Linked DNA regions of Mus musculus: all the other regions are linked to region 1. Evidence: chromatin contacts called from public HiChIP or PLAC-seq data. All regions are on one chromosome and are shown on one strand. Each heading gives the region's core, a stretch centred on a gene start, on an enhancer-like site or on the middle of the called end of the contact. The rest is flanking DNA. Distances are from core to core; before and after follow the strand shown. Region 1 overlaps Gm31226 (a long non-coding RNA gene). Region 2 overlaps Osbpl3 (oxysterol binding protein-like 3). Region 3 overlaps Gm38806 (a long non-coding RNA gene).

Evidence for each region. HiChIP or PLAC-seq counts read pairs in DNA pulled down with a chosen protein or histone mark.
Region 2: a contact with region 1 is called in an HNF4G HiChIP or PLAC-seq map of pancreatic cancer cells. The contact joins two enhancer-like sites. A contact is called at or near these places in 1 of 484 Hi-C or Micro-C datasets (cortical neurons) and 1 of 115 datasets of contacts at active chromatin or transcription factors (pancreatic cancer cells).
Region 3: a contact with region 1 is called in an HNF4G HiChIP or PLAC-seq map of pancreatic cancer cells. The contact joins two enhancer-like sites. A contact is called at or near these places in 1 of 484 Hi-C or Micro-C datasets (cortical neurons) and 1 of 115 datasets of contacts at active chromatin or transcription factors (pancreatic cancer cells).

What each region holds. Positions count from the first base shown.
Region 1 is chr6:49,654,992-49,658,812 of GRCm38.p6, forward strand. All of the region lies in intron 2 of Gm31226 (a long non-coding RNA gene), which reads left to right. Among named protein-coding and RNA genes, the nearest start is that of Gm31226, 23 kb to the left of the region's middle. Within about 2 kb of position 1,815, at least 54 of the 459 cell types and tissues checked have an H3K27ac peak or open chromatin away from gene starts, as enhancers often do. A contact at or near this core is called in pancreatic cancer cells, where this site is marked.
Region 2 is chr6:50,371,998-50,376,300 of GRCm38.p6, forward strand. All of the region lies in intron 2 of Osbpl3 (oxysterol binding protein-like 3), which reads right to left. Among named protein-coding and RNA genes, the nearest start is that of Gm52900, 7.5 kb to the right of the region's middle. Within about 2 kb of position 1,389, at least 48 of the 459 cell types and tissues checked have an H3K27ac peak or open chromatin away from gene starts, as enhancers often do. A contact at or near this core is called in pancreatic cancer cells, where this site is marked.
Region 3 is chr6:50,542,977-50,547,336 of GRCm38.p6, forward strand. It overlaps Gm38806 (a long non-coding RNA gene), which reads left to right. Exons shown (of 3, transcript XR_869064.2): 3 at 1-2. Among named protein-coding and RNA genes, the nearest start is that of Gm38806, 4.4 kb to the left of the region's middle. Within about 2 kb of position 2,860, at least 73 of the 459 cell types and tissues checked have an H3K27ac peak or open chromatin away from gene starts, as enhancers often do. A contact at or near this core is called in pancreatic cancer cells, where this site is marked.

The sequences.
Region 1 (3,821 bases), core at 565-3,064:
CATGTTCTGAGCAAATAAAGGAAGGGCTTTCTCAAATGACCGAATCATTCTTTCCACAATCAAATCCCAACTGTCCCTGTTTGTGCGGCTGAATTAAAAGATGATCTAGACTTTAAATGTATTTATTAACCTAATCATATAGTATCTGAATAAGAAGGAAAGGGATGCCTCTCCCTCAGTGAACTTCCACGATAAAGCTAAGTTTTAGAAAATGAGTTCTAACACTTGCACTCCGTTATTTGCAGAGTACAGTTTTCTGAGACTCGACACTTCCCGTGTGTGCCCATTCAGGTCATTGTTCACTTCACTGGCATGGATTTTAGTATTTACAATATTAACATTTCCTGGTGCTTCTGTCTGTTACCTTCCCTCCTCCCATTTGTGTGGTATGTCACTCCCGACTGGGATCCTCCCATGGAAAGTGAGGGAAAGCTGAATTGACATCAGCTGGTTTTGAAACCTGTGAGCAATTAACCTCCGTGCCAAAAGGAATACTTAACATAATTGTCCGAAAGTTGGGGTGCCAAGCTGTGGCATTTATATTGTTAAACAACATTCCCTCTGGTCTCTGATGCTGATGATCCCTTGTTGTTTTGATTCCCTTGTATGGGGACCTATGGGGTTAAGATCTTCTAGAATACTCAAGAAGGAAATTGCTCTCCTTTCCTGAGAAATTTCCTTTATCTCTGTAAAGACCTTATTTGTACAGCCATTTACTGTTTTGATAATAAGAAATAATTAACTAGTGATTCATCGTATTCTTTGATTTTGTTGGAAGTGTTGCTTGCAATGCTTTAATAACTTTTAGATTGTAATTAACTTAATGTGTATGAGTGTTATACCTGCATGTGTATTTCTGCAGCAGGTGCTGTCTGGTGCTTGAGGAGGCCAGAAGAAGGTGATGGGGCCCTTGGAATTGGGCTACAGACAGCTATGGACTTCCATGTGGGTGCTGGGTATCAAACCTAGCTCTTCTGCAAGAGCAGCCAGTGCTCTTAACCACCGAGCTGAGTCTCCAGCCCCTCCATTTGTAACATTAACAGAGATTTGGCAACGGTACAGACACTTAGTAGATTAATTATCTCTTCTATACAGTGGGTCCCTATTCCTACTCACATGCATATGTCTGTCTGTCTGTCTGTCTGCCTGCCTTTGTATCTGCCTGCCTGCTTGCCTGCCTGTATCTGACTCTGTCTTTCTCTCTTTGGGAAAATATACATTGTGTTCAGATCTCTGTCCTCTAGATGGGATTTTTCTATGGGATTTGGTTTATTTTCTAATGTCTCAGGCCAGTACCCATTGGTTATGCTTGCTATTTGCTCTCTCCGAGTTCTCTTATCTGTAGCATGCATGACTCCTTCTGAACTGTAGTTGAATTATTTGTGACTATGTTTCTCCATAGATTATTTGATACGGGCATTAGTCATAGAAACTTTAAAGAACTCACTCCATTTGATTTAGTATTATAAGTTACAGAAAATAATATTAAGGACATATTAGTGGTCATGGAAGGCATCAGACAAGGTTTTGGCAGGCTGAGTCATGCAACTGGGCTGTAATACAGCTTACGTGTCCTGTCAGCCATGTAAGTACTACCCGGGGTAAACGATGTAATACATTTCTATTACAGGTGACACGAAGATATGCTGGTTTTGTACATTTTGATGCTGTGCCTTGTGCTATCCATCGACTAGTTCAGCTCTGATTGTTCAGGTGTTTGATGACTCATGCATCAACGCCTCCCTGCCACACTACAGGAAGTGAAGCCCAGTGCACAGAGGCAGCTGCAGAGCCCTCTGGTGACTCATATGCTGATTGCGACTTTGTCATTTTGGTGTTGATCCTTGGTAAACTGAACTGACAAACCAGCCAGTCAGCTGCCTCCAGGGTTGAAAGAGTCTAGCAGGCACTCTCTCCAGTCTGCACCAACAGAGCAGATCTCTCACCAGAGGCCTCCTCCCCACTTATCTGCAGAAGTCTGCTTCCCTCCATGGGCAAGGAGACAAGGGACTTTGGCATGTCATATCCCCACAACCCCCAGCGGTGAAACTGCAAAGGTCTTCACAGTTCTTCCTCTCGGGTTCTTACACAATACTTCTGTCCTTGCAAATGCCTGTTCTCCCATTCACATCATCCCAGACTCACCCAAGTTCGCCCTGGGTTTCAGGTTGCTCACAGTGTCCGCTTCTTGCACTCTGTCTCCCTCCCCCTCATTTATTCTTGCTTTGTCTCATCCTCAGACTCTCACTCTCTTGCTCTGCGAGTGTGTTGAATGATAAGTATTTTACCAGAGTTTGGAGGAGATGGGCTCAGGGTGCAGAGAAATTGTCCCCAGCATGGCATGAATAAAGCCTTAAGTAGCCATGGTGCTGTTTCCCCTTGATGCTTGCCCCTGGAGAGCAGATGTCCCATGACTGCCACTGTGTCCACCTTTTCTTCATGCCTTCTTCCTTACCTGTTGGTGCCTTTCCAGGAACTTCCTTGCGGCCCTCGTCTCTAAACCCCTCTATTCTGCTTTTTCCAGTAGAAGTAAGGCCTCCCTGGGCTTCCCCAAAATGCAGACATATACATGCTCAGCCTAAAATTCAGGAACAAGCGATCAGTCCTCCTAACACCACCGTCCCTCAGAATCTGAGGAGGTACGGATGAGTGTACACAATCTGTAACCTAAGCATTTCCTTCTAAATATTTATCTGATGCATTTTTGAATATTTTGAAAGGCCTTTAGTCTCCCATTCCATTGTAAGATCAAATGTTCCTATTTTTCTCTATTCAAAGGAGTTTTCACTATTCACACATCACAGGGAAATCGATGAACTCATTCACCATTCCCACCACCCTCCCTCCACCTTCTCCCCACCTGCCTTCCAATATACATTTACATCCATTTCATGCAATTCTCTCCCTTCCTCTCCTCCCTCCTCCCCCATTTTGTCATTTCCCCCTTTAAATGGTAGAAATTGCAAGCTTTCCTTTCTTGACAGTTATGATTAAGGGACTCTGCACCTGCTCAGGTGAGTGAATGGGAGAGACGCTGAAGCACATACTTATGCTAACTAATACCTTAGTCTCCTTCCATGTCTGCAAAAAAAGGTTTGCAGCTCAGAGGGACCGCCCCTTAAGTAAGTGCATTAAGCATTTCCTGTTCAAGTTCCTCACGAAGTCAAAAGAGCTCTTTGCACCTTGACTCATGATGCATGTTAGGGCGCAGGGGCGCTTTCTGTAGAGATGAATGGGTGCTCAGCTCACGTGGAAAGCAAGAAGGAAATGAGAAACGCAGGAGAGAGGGCAGGAAGACGTAGCAGGCTTTGATGGGAAATGGCTTAGCCCTTCCCCCTTGGCATAAACTTGAGGGGCCCTAAGACTAAAAGCGGGCACACTCTATAGTAGAGTGCCCGTGATCTCCATGTTGCTGTCTCATTTCCAAAGTCATCTCCCTCTCCACTTAGAATTCACAGCTATTTTTCCTTCTCTGATGGGAAAAGGCAGTCTTGCTAGACATGTACCCAATTAGTATGTAAATTTTACTGAAGAAACAGCCTTTTCTCTCTCCTGCGTTCTACAGCTCCTGTCCCCTCTCCACCTCCCTTCTTGCTGTTGCCTCAGAGAGGGTCCCCAGGGGCCATCATTGCAGGTGGCTGATAAGTCACTTAAATCTCCTGAACAGCCCTTCATCTCTGATTTCTTTCTCACACTTATTGCTATTGCTGACAGAAGAATTGATCGGGGTGCGGAGTTCTCAATTTGGACTTGGCAGGTTGGAGTTCAGTCTTCCTGAGTTCCTTGTATCTCTTCTATACCATAATTACAGATTTGCTCAG
Region 2 (4,303 bases), core at 139-2,638, 720 kb after region 1:
ACTGCCATTTCTGTAGCTAAAGCAAGTCTTACACGGAGAAACAGCCCCTCACACTGCATAGAGGAGAAATCCCAGGAAGCCCCATCTTCATCCCCAGTCTTGGGTTAAGGGCAATGGATGGCCTGGCTTGGGGTGCAGAAGGCCAAGGCCTTATTAAACACACTAAATTCAATTGATCCTGCAACCCCCTCAGAGTGTTCACATGGTTTAATTTTTAAAGAAGAACGCTTATATGATTGCCCTGAAACCAACTAATCAGATAGGATATCAAATGGGATTAATTATTAAATGCTCAAGTCTTTTATAATGTCTTTTAGGCATTTTGCTCTCTAAAAATGATTATATTGTACGCTAAAATCAAAGCAATGTAGTGAACTATCCAAGTCTCAGAAAACAAATTAAGGGATCTATAAGCCATAGAAGTCGAGTTCCATGAGTGATAGCTTGGAGACCCCCCACCCCCTTCCTCCCTGCTCACCAGCTCCTGCCAGGCTCATGCATGTGAACACTTGGTGGCCCTGGTTTTGGAGGCTTAGGAGGTGTGGTCTTACTGAAGGGCTTATGTCACTGGGTGTGGGCTTAAAGAGCTTCAAACCTCACTCTCCTTGCTGTTTCTCTCTCTCTCTTTCTCTCTTTCTCTCTCTCTCTCTCTCTCTCTCTCTCTCTCTCTCCCTCTCCCCCCACCCTCTCTCCCCTTTGTGCTTGCGGTTGAAGACGTGAACCCTCAGCTTCCGGTTCCTTCAGCCATGCCTACACTCCCCCATCATAGACTCATCCCTCTGGAACCATAAGCCCATAAAAAGCTTGCCATCTATAAGCTGACTTGGTCGAGGTATTTTATCATAGCAACAGAAAAGAAACTAGCACACCACGTTACTCCAGCTCTCCATCCCTGGAATCATTACAAGTTGGCTCTAACAATGAATAAGCCTGAAAACAAACAAGACTGGCTCTTTATAAAAAGTTAGCTCTGCTTACAGGGCCTGACTAAGTATAGCTGAATTAGAAGCAAATTAAACTAGCTAAAAGTGCCAAGAAAAGCTGCAAAGACACTAATAGTTTGTTTAGTTAACAGTGTTGACTGTTGTCTGAGAAGGGAGGGTGGGGGGAGAAGAAACCAATGGTACCCTCAATAACTGAGCAAATGTGTGTGTGTGTGTGTGTGTGTGTGTGTGTGTATACAGCCATCACTATGGCAACATGTCCACAGTGGACTAAGAATACTAACAAAGGATTTCTGTCATGTGTGGCAGGTTTTGTTTTTCTAAGCAAGTGGTTCTGATAAAGGAGAGCATGGGAGGAAAGGTGTGTGTGAAATATGGGGGAGGGACAGGACCTTGGGTAATAAAATGACTCATGGGAATTATAAAACCCTGCCAAAGGAGCCCAGACCCCAACCCAGGCAACTGATGGAAGGGGTGGCTTTTATCTTCTGACTCACAATCTCAGTTTGGAGGGAGCTAATTGGTAGGCTCTTTGTGGGCTAAAACCATTGAATTGGCACTTAGGGTTAGCATCCACCACACCCATCTTTCCCCCTCCCCCACCCCCTGATTTCCCCCCATAACCATTAGTAAAGCAGTCTGGGAATATGAATATACTGCTTTAGTAATGCTAAATTACTGCTATTTTGTTCCCCAGGATTTGCTGCCCTCTAAAAGACAAATGGAGTTCACAGGAAGAAGATGTGTTTAATTCTCAGAGCAAAGAATAAAGGAGCAATGCCTCGAGTCTTATAGAGTCAAGGAGAACACAGGAATGTCTGCCATTTCCCAACCAGAGATGGAAGTATGGGTCTAGAGGAAAAGGAGAAGAAGAGCGAGGATATTGGATACATGTCTCAAACAGTGCTCACACAAACCACCCTGGGAATGCGTTACACAATGGCCATGACTCAAAGTTATCCAAATGCAGGCCTGCATTCACACAATAGAACTTAACAGCACTGACCATAAGAAAATCGTCACATCCCCGGTGTCGGTTAAAGGAGGGAAACAAGTCTTGTTCAGGAGAAATGAGCCCAGCTTCTCAGCATCTTCTATGACTTGCCCATCCTTGTAAAGACAACAGAGCCAGAGAGTAATGATCGCAAAGTCAAGGCCCAAAGCCTAATTCATAATTGGAATAGCTGATTATAGTGGCACAAGCCTAGAATCCTACACTTAGAGGCAGAGGCAAGAGGATTGAGAGTTTCAGGACAGCCTGGGCTATATACAGGGACACTGTTTTAAGAAATAAACAAGCAGGGCTGGAGAGATGGCTCAGCGGTTAAGAGCACTGACTACTCTTCCAGAAGTCCTGAGTTCAATTCCCAGCAACCATATGGTGGCTCACAACCATCTGTAACGGGACCCCATAACTTCTTCTGGTGTGTCTAAAGACAGCTACAGTGTACACATATAAAAATAAATAAGTTTTTTTTTAAAAAAAAAGAAATAAACGAGCATACAAAGAAATAAACACAGCTTTAGTGTGCTCAAGGCAGGGAGGTAACTGTAGCCTTAGAGTCTCTCTGGAACACACCTGAATCTTGTCTTTTGGTAGGAGAAGCACAAAGAGATTATGAGAGTTCCACATTTGTACTCGTAAGGGCTTTATTTTCGGTCTTCTTCTAGAGGAAGAACATTGCTTTAACTATTTCTACAAATAGTCTGTCCTCAATGGTGTGTGCATTTGGGGAAATGGTAACTGTGGAAAAAGGTCTTTAGTTTCTTTGAGTTGTAAGAGGCGTAGCAGTCTTGGGCTTCAGAAGCCAGGAAAGGAGGGGTTGGGGCTCAGCTTTGTCTCGTCTACCCAAACCAAACACCTTAACCCCATTTTCTGAACTCAGTCCCATGGCATCCTGAGAGGTACTGAGTATTGAGTACTGAGATAGTGCTAGTTCCTGTTTGCATAGGAAACACCCTCCACCAAAACAAGAAACAGTAACTGTGATTTTTTTTTTTAAAGCTACAGCTTGAAGTAGGACAGCATCAGTTCAAACCAGGCCTGGATCTCTCCAAGGCCTGTGCACGCTGTGTTGTGCATACATACCTCCCTCTATTCATTCCCAGATAACATCTCCATCTTCTTTCCCAGATAACTGAATGTGAAGGGTTTTTTTTTTGTTTGTTTGTTTCTTAGGCTCATCTTAGGTTGTTATTCTTACCTATTTAAGACATTTTTTCCCCCAGAAGATTTATTTATTTATTTATTTGTGCGTGAACATTTTGCCTGAATGTATAGCTGTGTATCCTGTATGGGCCAAGCACTCTCATACTGAAATCAGAGGAGGGTGTGGCAGCCTCGGGAACTGGAGTTACAGGTTATTACTGAGGGAATTATGAGATACCCTCTGGGAAATCAAAGCCAGGTCCTCTGCAAGAGCAGCAAATGCTCTTAATTGAAGAGCCATCTCGCCAGCCTCCCTCCCCCCAATTTTGGTAGAACTCTATTCTCTTTTCCTTAGTAGAAGCCCCCAAATGGCATGTGTTTGCATAAATTATGCTCACTAGACTTGTAGATACAACTGGTTTTCCACCAGCTTGATCTGAGAGCTTTCTAAAGAAGCTGAACAGTGCTAGGCCAGCTCTGAGGCCTGGTGGGGTAACTTCGCCTTGGCCTCAGTATTTGGCGTTGCACTTTGGATGTGCAGGCTACATGATTTAGAAGAAGGGGCGAGTCAATGGGTCCCCGCCTTCTTGGTGATAACGCTGACTTGAAAGCAGGCCTTACACTGAATTCTGTCATAGATCAAACACTTGTAATAGGTTGATACACAGAACCTGTGAGGCCCCTCCAGCACACCACAAGAATTAGAAGAGATTTTTCAGCACTTCCCTTTACAGGAGGATCAGCCGCAGGGGCTGCTGGGAATTGCAGAAGTTCTGTTCCTCAAGCCAGGTGGTAGTTCCATATTTGCCAAAATACAGTTCTATATGTACTCTAAGCTTGGTGCACTTTACTGGAAAAAGCCACAGTAAAAGAAGAATGGATATAAATGACCATTCTGTGTATGACAGGGAAGCTATTACATTTTGTTCAGATCAGCATGTTCCTTGAGTTAGATAAAGTTTTTTTTTTCATCCAAGGGTCACTAAGTGACGTGGGAACACCTGAGTGTCTTTCATGGATCCGTCCTCATGTCAGCATCTCAGAGATCCCTGAATCAGCAACTGGACTCCTGGTCCCACATGCCTCCTGAGGCATTTATCATTACGGCTTTTGTAGGCCAATGCAATCAAGATACCTCCAGTGGCCCATCCCAATCCTGTGGAGTCCTCGCGAGTGGATGCAGGAATCCTTTCCTCTGACAGCCCTGGCG
Region 3 (4,360 bases), core at 1,610-4,109, 890 kb after region 1:
AATAACATCTGATTGTATGTGTAACAGGTTTCACTTATCCATCTGTTGAGCAATATTTTAAAGCATTTAGAAGAATGCTCCTGTGCTATGAACGACACTTGGTAATAGTTATAAAGAAAAATTAAAAAAAATAAAATACACCAATCACATCTCTCCACTTCTTTTCTATGTTTATTTGCATTTCTTGTTAATGTGGTTAGATACTTTAAAATTATTTTAAGGACACATACTTTCATCTTTCTTTCCTCCATATTTTAACCAAATTTTTTAGGAAGGAAGGAAGGGAGGATGGAAGGATGGACAAACTGGGTCGTGCAGAGTTGTCGTCCAAGCACTGGGGGAGTGGAGGCCAGATGATTCAGTTCACGACCATTCTCAGCTATATCAGAAGTTCATGGCCAACCTGGAAAACATAAGATGTTATTTCAAAAAAAAGAAAAGAAAGGAGTATGCATACTGCCTGAGCCATGTTTTATGATAGTCTTTTAATTATACAAACTTATAAAGATTAAAGAAGCAGAAAAGCGAATATCTCCATCACCTGGGGACCACACTATCAGCTTGGTCAGCCTTGCATCCTGTCTTCTCCCATGTAACCCTGGTTCTGCCCCTAGCTTACTCTACTAAAATCCTGACACCATGTGGCTTAATCTGTAATCATTTCATTGTAACACCTAAGGCAATCAAACATTCTTAATACCATCAAGTATTCAGTCCCTGCTTCAATTTCCCGAATTGCCTTGTACATTTTTACGTTTGTTTGAATTAAGATGCAGACCAAATCAATACATTGCAATTGGCTGATGCCGTTCTAAGTCTTCCAACTGTGACTCGTCTGCATTTTGCTTTTGCTCACAGTGTTTTAAGGGAGTGAGCCATTTGTCTAGAACAGCTTTCTATAGTTTGCATTTTGCTCATTACATCTTTAAGAATGACTTCTTGTGTTCCTCTGACCCCAGTATTCCCTGCAAACTCCAGGTTGCATCTGGAGGCTCTGTCCTAGAATATAGCTAGTAGCCATTATTTTAAAATATTGCAGATACCTTGATTGGAGTTTATTGAGACTTGTGTTGGGCTTCTACAGAACTCACATCTGGCCTATTTTTCTTTAAGCCACTGACCCGTGATGATTTGCTATAGCAGTGACAGAAAAGGAACAGTGAGTGTCATGTTGATCCTTTCAACTTAGTTTCCAGCCTGGCATCCTGCTTCTGCTGCGAGAAGGTGTTCAAGTCTATCCACCGGAACACTCTTAGGTTTTCCTGCTGGAGCATACTCTCTTGAATGTAGCCAGAGGTTTCTCTGGTTACAACTTCTGGTGCTTGTCATGTTTCTCTCTGCAGTATGTAACACTAGGATTGCTGTCTTCCCTAGACAGTGGTGTGGTATCGGATACACCTGTCCCTCTTGAGACTTTCTAGGCCCGTAAGGCTGTCCCTCAAACCTTCTTTCTCTATGCTGACCTCATCTGATGGTTAACACTCACTGTCAAGTTGACACGATCTTGAGCCACTGAAGAGACAAGATCCTAGGTGAGTCTGTGATTCCGTGAGGATGGGGTTGACCAAGGAGGGAAGACCCACCCTAGATGTGTGTGCCATTCTACCAGGGGTTGGGGAAAGCAAGGTGAGTGCCCCCATCCATCGCTGCTTCCTGACTCCAGGTACCATGCAAGCAACTGGCCCCCCACCCCGCCGCTGCTGGAATATACTGTGCCCTCAAACTGTAAACCCCACCTTCCTTAAGATGCTTTTGTCAGGTGTCCTGTCATAGCAACTAGAAGAGTACTAATGTTCTATTCTTAGTGAGTACATCCATGTCAAAGTTCTCCTTGCCAGTGGGTCCTAACCCAGCATCTTCATCTCTGATCCTTCCTGTGTAACAAATCAGGCCTGTCTGTCCTTCATTGCCAGTGTCCACTCCTACAAACAACCCCCGTCTCAAACTCATGGCAAAACCCTAATTTCCATTGTTCCCCAGCTCTACCCTTTTCATTTTAATGCCTTCTCCAGATAACGATGTAAAATCTGAATGGTATGTAACACTCCTCTGTCTAATAACTTTCCTAAAATAAGAACTGTAGCTACCACCATGTGTTTATTTATCCGATTTTCTTCTTTATTGTACCACAAAAAAACAGAATTATTAGTTAGACCCCCCCCCCCCCCCAATGCTCCTTGACATTGACACAGACAGCCCCGCCCCCGTGAGAAGCTGAGGAATCATGGGAGTGAGCTTTGTGAGTCTGGAACCAGCTGGGGAGTTAGAAGGGTTAGCGATGTCCAGCTCAGACAGCGTGTGTCCTACAGAATTATAACACTTGAAATCTTCGCCAAAGCCCCTTCCTCTTAAGCTGTTGGGAGGTTTCACCAGAAAAAAGTTGCTTTTGCAACTCTTCTTTCAGATCCTCATACCTGACAAAACTTCTGGGTTTTGTTTTTAGGTATATAATTCCTCATTCTATGGACGGGCAAGCCTTTGAGACCCATAAAATTAACTGAGATGACAGTTACTACACAAGGGGTGGAGATTACAGTGTGAAGCAATCTGTTGGTTCAGCACGTGCAACGTTTAAGAAATGCCTTTTAAGTAATGTGTCTAGTGTGTTCATAGGCAGCCAGTGAATCATGTGAGCCTAGCGCCCTCTTGTGTTCACTAGGAGGCCAAGCACAGGGGCTTTCTATGACTTCCAAGGGATTTTTGTTTTGTTTTGAGATTTCAATTTTCATTTTATTAGTTTTTTTTTTTAATCAGTTACTTTGCAAAGACATCGTAGAGCATTAAGTCAAACACGTCTGTCAGTCTTCACCCCGTGTGACCACAGAGAACCAAGCACTGTTACTGTTACCGGAAGGGTGGGGATTTGGCCTCTAGTTTCCAAAGGTTACTGTCACCCTCAGAATCACGTGTTCAGATATCCAGCTTCCGGGTGACAAACCCACAAAATTCTCTTTTTTCTTTAACCTTACTCTCTCCAACACTTGACCTTTCTTTGTTTATTCCTTCTGGAGTGCCCAGGTCCTTATGCATTATGATAATGGTCTAAGGTTAAATATACTTTATAGATTTCCAAGGAGGACCGAATGTCTCTGGATTCCACAGACACCTGCAACCATGTGCAGCCCCCTGCTCCCGTGCAACTCACACACATAATGTAAAAAATAAAATACACCTTTAAAAATATGCTGCTGGAGAAGACCTACAGAGTCAACTAACCTGGGACCATGTGGACTCACAGAGACTGTCACTAGCCAGGGAGCAGGCAGGGGCTTGGCCTAGACCATCCCACACATTCGTAGCAAATGTTCAGCTTGGTCTTCATATGGGCCCCCTAACAAGTGCAGTGGGGGGAGTCTCCGTCTCTGTTCCCTGCCATTGGATCCCCTTCCCCTACCTGGGCTGCCCCGTTGGGCCTCATTGGGAGAGGATGTGCCTAGTCCTGCTGGGACTGGATGTCCCAGGGTAGAGTGGTACCCAAGGGGGGCTCCCCATCTCTGAGGAAAGGGGTAAGAAGCAATGGGGGGAGGGATTTGTAAGAGTGAGACTGAAAAGAGAGGAGGGGAGCTGTGATTGGGATATAAAGTGAATAAAAAATAAATTATTATAAAATATATGTTATGGATGTTGATGGCTTATGTAACCAGAGAGAACCCAGTTAGTCACTTGCCTTAGACAAAATAGGCACTGCAGGAGGCAGTGGACAAGAGGTAGGCACAGATTTTACTCTTATGTGTTCCCCAAGTGATATGTGTCCTCCACGAAGCTGGGAATGACTCATCGGAGATGGGTCCAAAATCCATGGACACCAACATCAGCCTTAAGCCTCTGTGCCCATACTCTACAAACCTGGCCACTATTTACCTTCTCAAGCTCTGATTTCCAAGCTGTAAAACAGTACCAATACCTAACTGGTAGGGCTGTTAGGAGGACTAAGTGAGATAACCTGTGTGAAGTATGCAGTGTACTGGCTTGCTTAGAATCTATGGAAAGATATAAGGCAAATATAGCACACACAGGCCGAATCAGGATGGCACGAGTCACTTGGTTACGTAAAGGTGTGGCCCTGGAAGACTCTGAGAGGAGGGAGAACACATTCTGGTGAGCCATCATCTAAAACCAAACTTCCACAGTTCTAACCACCACTGGGAAACAAACAAAGGGAGGGTTTTCAGTCAAAGGCAGGGAACCAACTGTGAGGAAAGAGAGAATCACAACTTCCACAGTCTCACAATGGCTGACAACAAAACAACAGGGCATTTATGCCTTTGCTCAATGTTAAGTCCCGAATAAGTACCCAGGATTTGCTGAACAGGATTCGAGATCATACACAGTCATACAAGATCATACACGGTCATACAAC